2 separate regions of the Bicyclus anynana genome follow, and region 2 is linked to region 1. Evidence: chromatin contacts called from public Hi-C data. All regions are on one chromosome and are shown on one strand. Each heading gives the region's core, a stretch centred on a gene start, on an enhancer-like site or on the middle of the called end of the contact. The rest is flanking DNA. Distances are from core to core; before and after follow the strand shown. Region 1 overlaps LOC112052885 (ecdysone-inducible protein E75). Region 2 overlaps LOC112052885 (ecdysone-inducible protein E75).

The links. Hi-C and Micro-C count contacts between places; a contact is called where the count stands out from the background.
Region 2: a Hi-C map of whole body shows a contact between it and region 1, with 7 times the contacts expected there. The contact joins two enhancer-like sites. A contact is called at or near these places in 2 of 2 Hi-C or Micro-C datasets (whole body and whole larva).

The regions. Positions count from the first base shown.
Region 1 is chr5:10,356,220-10,360,272 of ilBicAnyn1.1, forward strand. The region is part of intron 1 of LOC112052885 (ecdysone-inducible protein E75); the gene reads left to right. Among protein-coding and RNA genes, the nearest start is that of LOC112052885, 35 kb to the left of the region's middle. Within about 2 kb of position 2,427, at least 8 of the 8 cell types and tissues checked have open chromatin away from gene starts, as enhancers often do.
Region 2 is chr5:10,392,494-10,397,019 of ilBicAnyn1.1, forward strand. All of the region lies in intron 1 of LOC112052885 (ecdysone-inducible protein E75), which reads left to right. Among protein-coding and RNA genes, the nearest start is that of LOC112052885, 72 kb to the left of the region's middle. Within about 2 kb of position 2,963, at least 5 of the 8 cell types and tissues checked have open chromatin away from gene starts, as enhancers often do.

The DNA of each region.
Region 1 (4,053 bases), core at 1,177-3,676:
CTATATACTGTCAATTAAATTATAACGTTACAAGTATTCATATCCGTCCTTCTTATAATATCGACACATACAAGTTTGTGAAGTAAGAAAAGACGACCTTCTATAAAGTAAAAATAATATCGCTTAAATTGGTCGAACTAATAATAAACCATGTATTTATATGTGAAATGTTATAGCGACCGATACCTATAATACAAAAAAAAAAAAACAAATAGCGAAAATATTCAAACACAAAGCAGTCGTCATTTGTATTATAGGTTGACCAGTATGCTTTTATACTTGAGTATGTTTAGTGGCATTGGAACTAATAATAATAGGTGAACTTGACATTGAGAGCAGAGGCTCGTCATCGTAACAACACACGCCATCTCTACCGCACCGGCCGATTACGCGAAGGTTGGACAAGGACAGATAACGAATCTTTCTGTGTACGACTGTTTGTAGGTCAGTCGTGTATTTGTTCCGGACGATAGTCAGAAAGTCGGCTGGAGGTTACAGCACATAATATAACACATACATAATATTTATTTTTCTTCTTATCGATCCTTAAGTGGTGTTATTGCGGTGCATCACCTAATTAGCATATTTATATGCACATTATTATTTAAGCATACTTTTTTTTAATTTATTGCTATATCAAGTATAGTTTTTGCATCTTATTATTTAATCCTCCTTTACGTTACGTAATCATCATCATTATCAGCTGATCGACGTCCACTGCTGGATATAGGCCTCTTGCATGGACTTCCAAGAACAACGGTCTCGAGCCGCCAACATCCAGCGACTCCCTGCAATTCGCTTGATATCCTCGGTCCACCTAGTGGGGGGTCGACCAACATTGCGTTTTCCGGTGCGGGGTCGCCATACTAACGCCTTGGGCTCCATCGGCTCTTCGAAGTATGTTACGTTACGAATGCGTAAACTATTATCTTATTAGATAATTTTATTGCACTAACACGTCATATACGTGTATTTCGATTTAAAAATTGTTAATATTTTTAATTTTTATGAATTAATTTTAAAAGTCATTTAAATATCCTCCAAAATACCTTTCGCGCCAAATATTATATAACCTTTGTTACTCATTAAAGATGTAGGTTTCCGTTATTTTTTTTTTAATCGGTCGAGTAGCTTTGAGTTAAATCGTAACGAAAAATTAAATCTTACCACTTTACAATATCAGTTTACAAGTTTTATACAGCGAAACGATATAATTAATTTGTGTTGGAGTTCCTTTAAATAGATAAACAATATTATTTAAAATAATTGTAAGGGTTAATAGTAAACACATAAAACCATAAAATTATTCGTTAAATTATTTTAGCTAAGAAAGTGATATCTCCACATTGTTAACATTTGTTATTTAAAAATATGTGTCGAATAGGGAGGTCCTTTGAAGCGCAGTCTGTTGGCATTTTCGCGAATTTCTTCGTAACAATGTAGCAGCGAAGCCTCTTCGTTCCGGAAAATTCCGCTAGATGGCGCCTCAAAACGTCTAACTTAGAGCTTGCGCTGTTTTATGATAGATGGCGCTGCTATAACATAACTTTATAGTTTTAAAAGTATGAAAAGCTTAGAAACAGTTTTTGAAAAAAACACTTTACAATTATTTAGCTAAACTATAAATCCAAATATTTTTATAAGTTTATAACATTTCCCGCCTAGGGTCCACTTAATTCTTATGACAAAATAGTGAAGTTTGATATTATTTTGATACTGTTTTTTAATAAAATATTTATTAATTTAACGCAAAAGCTGTAGCTTTTTGTGTTTGTTGTTGTTGATTGTGTTAGTCGTGTAAAAGTATTGGTACTTTTAGTATGGTGGTTCTGGTTAGATTGGTTAGTGCTCTTCATAGATGCAAAAATGCACTAAGTACCCGAAAATATAATTTAATTTAAGTTAACACATAATTTTGCATGCGCTCAAAAGCAAAATTCGGATCACTTTATTGTAGTGATTTTGTAGGCACTTTTTTTTATTCTTTATAAGTTAGCCCTTGACTACAATCTCACCTAATGGTAAGTGATGATGCAATCTAAGATAGAAGCGGGCTAAATTGTTAGAAGTATGTTGAAAATCCACATCCCTTTCTTTTTCAACACGACACCGTACCGGAACGCTACGTCTTTGCTGGTAGGGTGGTAACTAGCCTCGGCCGAAGCCTCCCACCAGCCAAATCATGTCATGTACGTAACATGTCTATATTATAAAATATCGTTGGCGCTACCTACTCAATACCAAACTACTTATAAATTGAAGAAGAATGTATCCATTTAGTACAATTTGTAATAAGGGAATGTATAGTGCCTACCCAGTTTAAAATCCTTGTGCACGCCACTGCCCGCAGTAATGACGCACTAGCACGGAGCACGTTCGCGGTCGTCGCTCCCTTTACAGAAAAATGACGTTCTTGACTCACTTTGTTTATTGCATATTTACCCGCGCTTACGTCATGCGTTATTTGTGTCCCTTATACCTACACGTACTTTCCAGTCGTATGAATAGCTTGTAAACATATGGGTGATTGGGGTAGTTTACAAAACTTACAAGGTTTTATATTATGTAAAATAAAATATTCATTTAGCGATATGAAAATGAAATTTCGTTCAGTGGTTTTTTAAATAGAATAATAGCCATATTTTTAATATGATCAAGCGCCTCCAACTAACTTTGAAGACTGTGTATGGTGTAGGTAGAACTACGGAATAGTTGACTCATATCAAATTTAATTCGTATATGGAATAAGGGTCCGAAATATATCGATATTAATTAATATAAGTTAAGCATTTCATAGAAAATTTAATTTAAAAATTATGTATCATAAAAAAAAATCCAAACGTCAAAAACGTATATACATATATTACATATATTGTATTTTATTATATTTATACATTATATTGTAGCAATATAATGGTATTTACCAATTTTAAAACTTTTAAATTACTGTGTTGCAGCTATTCGATAACAGATGGCGCGAGTTGTCTATTCTTTGTTCATGTTGTCTACGTCATTTTGTGTTGCAAAAACAATATTCTAAAATGCATTACTGGTAATATAATTGTGATCTACTTGCGCCTGTTGTAAATATTTTGAACGCTTGCCCAGGTTAAAAATACATTGATCTATTTTCTTTAGCACGAAAATGAGATTCACCTAATGTGTTACGTATGTTGCTCGCTCGAATTCCTAACTGTATTCACACAATGAAATTATTTCCATTATGCTCTATATCAGATTAATAGTAATGAAACAATTCATCAACTCCATCAAAGGTTCAAGTAAATTTACATATAATAAATAAAATGATGAAACTACAGACAAATGATAGAAAATTTATAAATAATATTTTACTTTACATAATATTTTAAATATTCAAGTGAATTATTGGCTTAGAGAATGCTAATAAACTTAAGCAAAGGGTAAAGTTTACAATTCAATCATCAGTTTTAACGATTTGTTAATTAATTTAATTTAGCCTCAGACTGAAGCTGTAAATTGTCGTGAAGTGTACTAATCTAAAAGACCTTCAGCACAATATCGACATGATAGCAATGTAATAAAATAAAACGGTATGTCGGAGAAGGGCGGGCGATATAGTAACTGTAGTTAACGATAGCGCTGCAACCTTGCAAAGTTTGTTGATCCGGCCGCGGCGGGCGGCGTGGGGCGGGGGGCCGGGGGGGCGACGGTAACCTCCAGTGGCTGGTCCTGCGACAGCACTGACATACCACGATGCACTGCCACCCATTGCTTGCACAGATTGCGAATAGGTCAAAATATTTGCATAACTTAAAATCACACTTTCAATAACTAAACTTTTAATTCTCAATCGCCGAAGCATCTGAAAAGCGAATTTCAAAACAGCTTAACAAAAATCATTTACTGAATTTAAATAATTAAAAGTTTCAACAAGTAAACTTTTAATCCTCAATCGCCGAAGCAAAGGCATCGAGCACAGGAGTAGCTATTATAGAATCATAATTCGTAACAGTTTATTAATAAAATAAAATGAAAATGAATAAATAAATTTTAATCATACCTACTTAAATC
Region 2 (4,526 bases), core at 1,713-4,212, 37 kb after region 1:
CGCCGATACTCTAATAATAATCTAAAGAGAGCCTATGGACATACTGTTGTCCTACTCTCGCCCGTTCACATAAATAGCGACAATCAGCGTTTCGCAACACCTACTTTACAGACAGCAGCTAACTAGGTTTCACTGTCTCCTTCTCTCTTGAAAGCGAAGCTCACTTGACAGAACTAGTTGTGTAGGATTCTAGACTTCATCCCGATCTCAATAACCATAATATAAGACTTTACATAATAGGTTGCTTAGTATATTATTTATACATTACATTTAACTTAACAAAACTCTAAACGAAAGTAAGGGAATATATCACTGATATTTATGTTACTGGACTGGACTGATAGATAAATAGGTAGACACTTTCTTTCTTCATTTAGGTAATTGGTATTTCCAGTTACGCTGCGAATTCAAATGTATAAACCTTACTTGAGCTTAGACTCACCATGACGCTCCAATGAGAGCTGGTGGGTTTTTGCCCTATATAAAAAAAACTTAAGGACAGAAATTAGAAAGATTTAGTGTTCGAACCCCAGATACCCATTGCTAATACAGACTTTTCTTTTATGAGTCGGAAAATGTTGGTCATGTTTAAAAAATATGGTCAATATTCTTTTTTTTTTCAAAAACAATCATATAGGCTGTTTAGGTCATATATATAATATATCGTCTATTTTTTCTCTTTAGATATACCTAATACAATTTTGGTAACCCATTGTAGGTACAGACATTCAGCTTCTACTCTCTAGTGATAGTATAGACATTTAAAGACAACTAATCATCACGATGAAATATTAACATTTTTAAAATCGGTTATTGTAAAACAATGTGTAGTGACGTAGTCTGTGGCGCGCGGCGAGCGGGCGGCGCGCGGGGGACGGCGGCTCACCGCTCAGTATTGCGATCAAGGCCCCCAGTTCGTTCACCCGCCGCAATTGGGTCGCGCTCCCTGCGCCCCGCGCCCCGCGCCCCGCACAAATAACTGTTTCAAACTCGCACTAAATCCGTCCCTGTAATGTCACAACTCACAATATGCTAACAGCTTGCATAATTACCTTAATTACGCTGTGATTTAATGAAACCCGCCCGATCAACGACCCGGGGTTAGAAATGTCTAATTAGATTTAGGCGCCAGTGCTCTGGTCTAGTGATATTGAAAAACGGTTATCGTAAACACAAATTATGCATTAAAATTGACATATTTATTATTTATAGGTAATTAAACTTTAGTAGCATTTTTGTCTTACAAGTTTGTTCTGTTTCTTTTTTGGTGTTGTAGTATAGATAGAGCTTTGGAAGCAGAGCTTTTGTATGGTGTCACTGATTTATTATTTATTGTCATCACATATTACCACTTCATGTTTATCGGAGGTCGATACTATAGCTGCACCTCAATGTCATCTTGTATCATACTCGTTATTTTGTCGGTTTTTTTAATTTATTTTTTGTACATGAATAAAATTATTATCAAAATACCAATTCATTAAGCAAAATAATGCCGTATATAGTTATTGTCAGTGCAGACAAAACCTACTTAATACGTTTTTATTTTATAGATATGATGGAACAAGAACTTTCTGTCTATAGTACTTAAATTCTGAGGGTCCGCGCATTTCGCAATAGGAATTTTGGAGCTGCTAGATTCGTTTATTTACGAATTATTTATTATTCATCATCATCATCACCGTTGAGTAGAGATAGATCATATAAATTACGCGGCGCCTTTGTGTTATACTGGTATAGATGTGAAACGAAACATCTATTGAAGCGCCTTTGCAGTAATGTCGACATTCGTTTTCTACTATTTAATATAACATCGTCTTCGTATATCATCATTATCCATCGTCATCATCATCATCATCATTATCATCATTATCATCATCATAATCATCATCACCATTACCGTCATTATCATCATCATTATCATCATCATCATCATCATCATCATCATCATCATAATTATCATCATCATCACCATCACCGTCATTATATTCATCATCATCTTCACCATCATCATCATCATCATCATCATGATCATCATGATCATCATTATCATCATCATCATCATGATCATCATCATCATCATGATCATCATCATCATCATCATCATGATCATCATCATCATCATCATGATCATCATCATCATCGTCATCATCATCATCATCATCATCGTCATCATCAACATCATTATTAGAAGGTGATCATCCACTGCTGTACAATATGGCAAAAGCCTCTTGTATCGATTTCGAAACACTACGGTCTCGAGTCGCCAACATCCAGTAACTGTCTATAAACCGGGATGTCCTGAATAATAATAATTGAAAATCCTGAGCTCGAATCGCAGCCATCTTTATGATTGCAGCGGATCCCGCGGTTGAGCAATTGTGGCTTTAATTATCTTAACCCGGTCAAGAGTTTGACCCGCCTGTTCACTCTATTGCATGTGTCGACACTCGACATCAAACTTTTGCTAAATTATTTATTTTTTACTCTCCTCTTTAATCCGACTCAGTTATAATTGCATCAATCATTAAAATATTGTTATACAAAAAACTTTGACAAACTAAGTAAACTGACTAACTGAAATATTTTTAATTTAAGAAGTTTTTACTACTTGAGCATTTTTCTATCCAAAAATTACTTGTAAATTAAATCCAGCCAAACCATCTTCGAAAAACGTAAACTTTTTCAGTAGTAATACTTTTTAAAAATTTAAATCAATGAATAGAATATATTATAATAGAATCGTTCTATTTTTGAAATTGCTTAATGAAGCTTCGAATACACAATATCCGTTTACAGTACTGAAAACTTGAAATCCATTATCTACTTAGGTTTCACTGAATCGGTGTTAATATTGGGGTAGCAACTATCCAAAAAGGGTAGTCGCGGGTGAAGGGGCAAGCGCGGCGGGTAGCGGGTGGTGCGGGGGAGGGAGCGAGGCTGCAGGTCGACGCCCGCGACGCCCTGACCCCGATTCACTCGCCGCGTCACAGCGGACCTCGCGTCCAGGCACACCGAGCGGAAAAAACCCATTGATTGTTACAACATACCAGTAACCAATATAATAGAATTTAATACAAAATTTTGAAAAATCATAACATTTGTGTTACGATTTGGTCCCCATGATAGTTTTATAGTCTGTTGTATTTAACCCATTGTACCCGAGTACAGTCCAACTAATAGACATAGTGTAGAAACAGAGAGTGAATTTGAGATTTAATTTAATTAATTAAAATAACACCTGATAAAAATCATTAATTTTTGATTGAATGTTTTAACTACTACTTATTTAACAAAAAAAATACTGCATTTTGTATTTTTGCATACACAAACAAAGCATTGATAGAAGGGTAAATAAATAATATAAATTGCATGCATATTAAGACATTAAATTGTAGGAATCTAGCGTTACAATGCGAAATCAACATAAAATCTCTTTAAATAATTCAATATGCCAAGGACATTGTCATTTGTTGATGCATTGACGGCAGGTGTTAAGTGATTGTGTCATGTAGAATACGTAAGATTGTTGCGTTTTATTCTTACACTCTACTTGGTGTAAGGCTCAAAGGGTGGATTAAATCTACTTTGCTTCACCATCAAATTTACTATAATTTAAGGGTACAAGTGTTTGACACCTAACAATGATGAAATCTGAAGGCTGAAATCGTAACTCCGTCTCGTAAAATTAAATCTTTTTAAAATCAGAAACGATTAAATAAATATATAGATATAAATAGATAGATAGTAAATAGTAAATTTGATTACTAACATAATATATTATTATAGTAATCAAATTTACTATTAAATGAAACAAGCTGAACTTGTGACAATAATTTACTTTAGTAACACCCTAAAGTAAATTATTAAGACTCACTACACTTAAAAAAAATATAATAATTTCAACTTAAAGTTGAAAATGGGCAGGGAATTTTGTTCGAAGTTATTTGCTTATATGAAGATGGTTAAAGGTTTTTCACACGGGCGAAGTCGCGGACATCAGCTAGACGAAATAATATTCCAAAAAAATGTGCTAAAAAATATTTCAACAGAGCTAAGTGTGCCACTGACCTTATCGTGGAATAGGAGCCAGCGTATTTTTTATTATTCGTAATATTTTCCTCTTAACCCGTTAACCTGGAACTGTTCAACAAAATTACTGGTGAAGCTATTGGGGACAGTAAACACACAAATCGGAACTAAATAGGATACACACCAATTCCAAGCGATTCTTTATACGGTGACTATCTTTAGTACATCTTAATAGATAAAGGTTTTTTTAGTTTAGTAGTACTTTTAGTTCATTATGTAATACTATAATTTAAAAAAAAAATTCCTATTTTATAGAATACCGAAAAAATACAAAACCCATAAGTTATAAAAAATGGCCTGTGTTATCGTATTGATATGTATAAGTAGCCGTATACAAAATAAACACCATAAAGTATTTTTCATAAAGCTAAAGTAAATAATAATTATTATTAGCCTTCAGTTAGTCATCCGGCATAATAGACCTTAATGTTAAC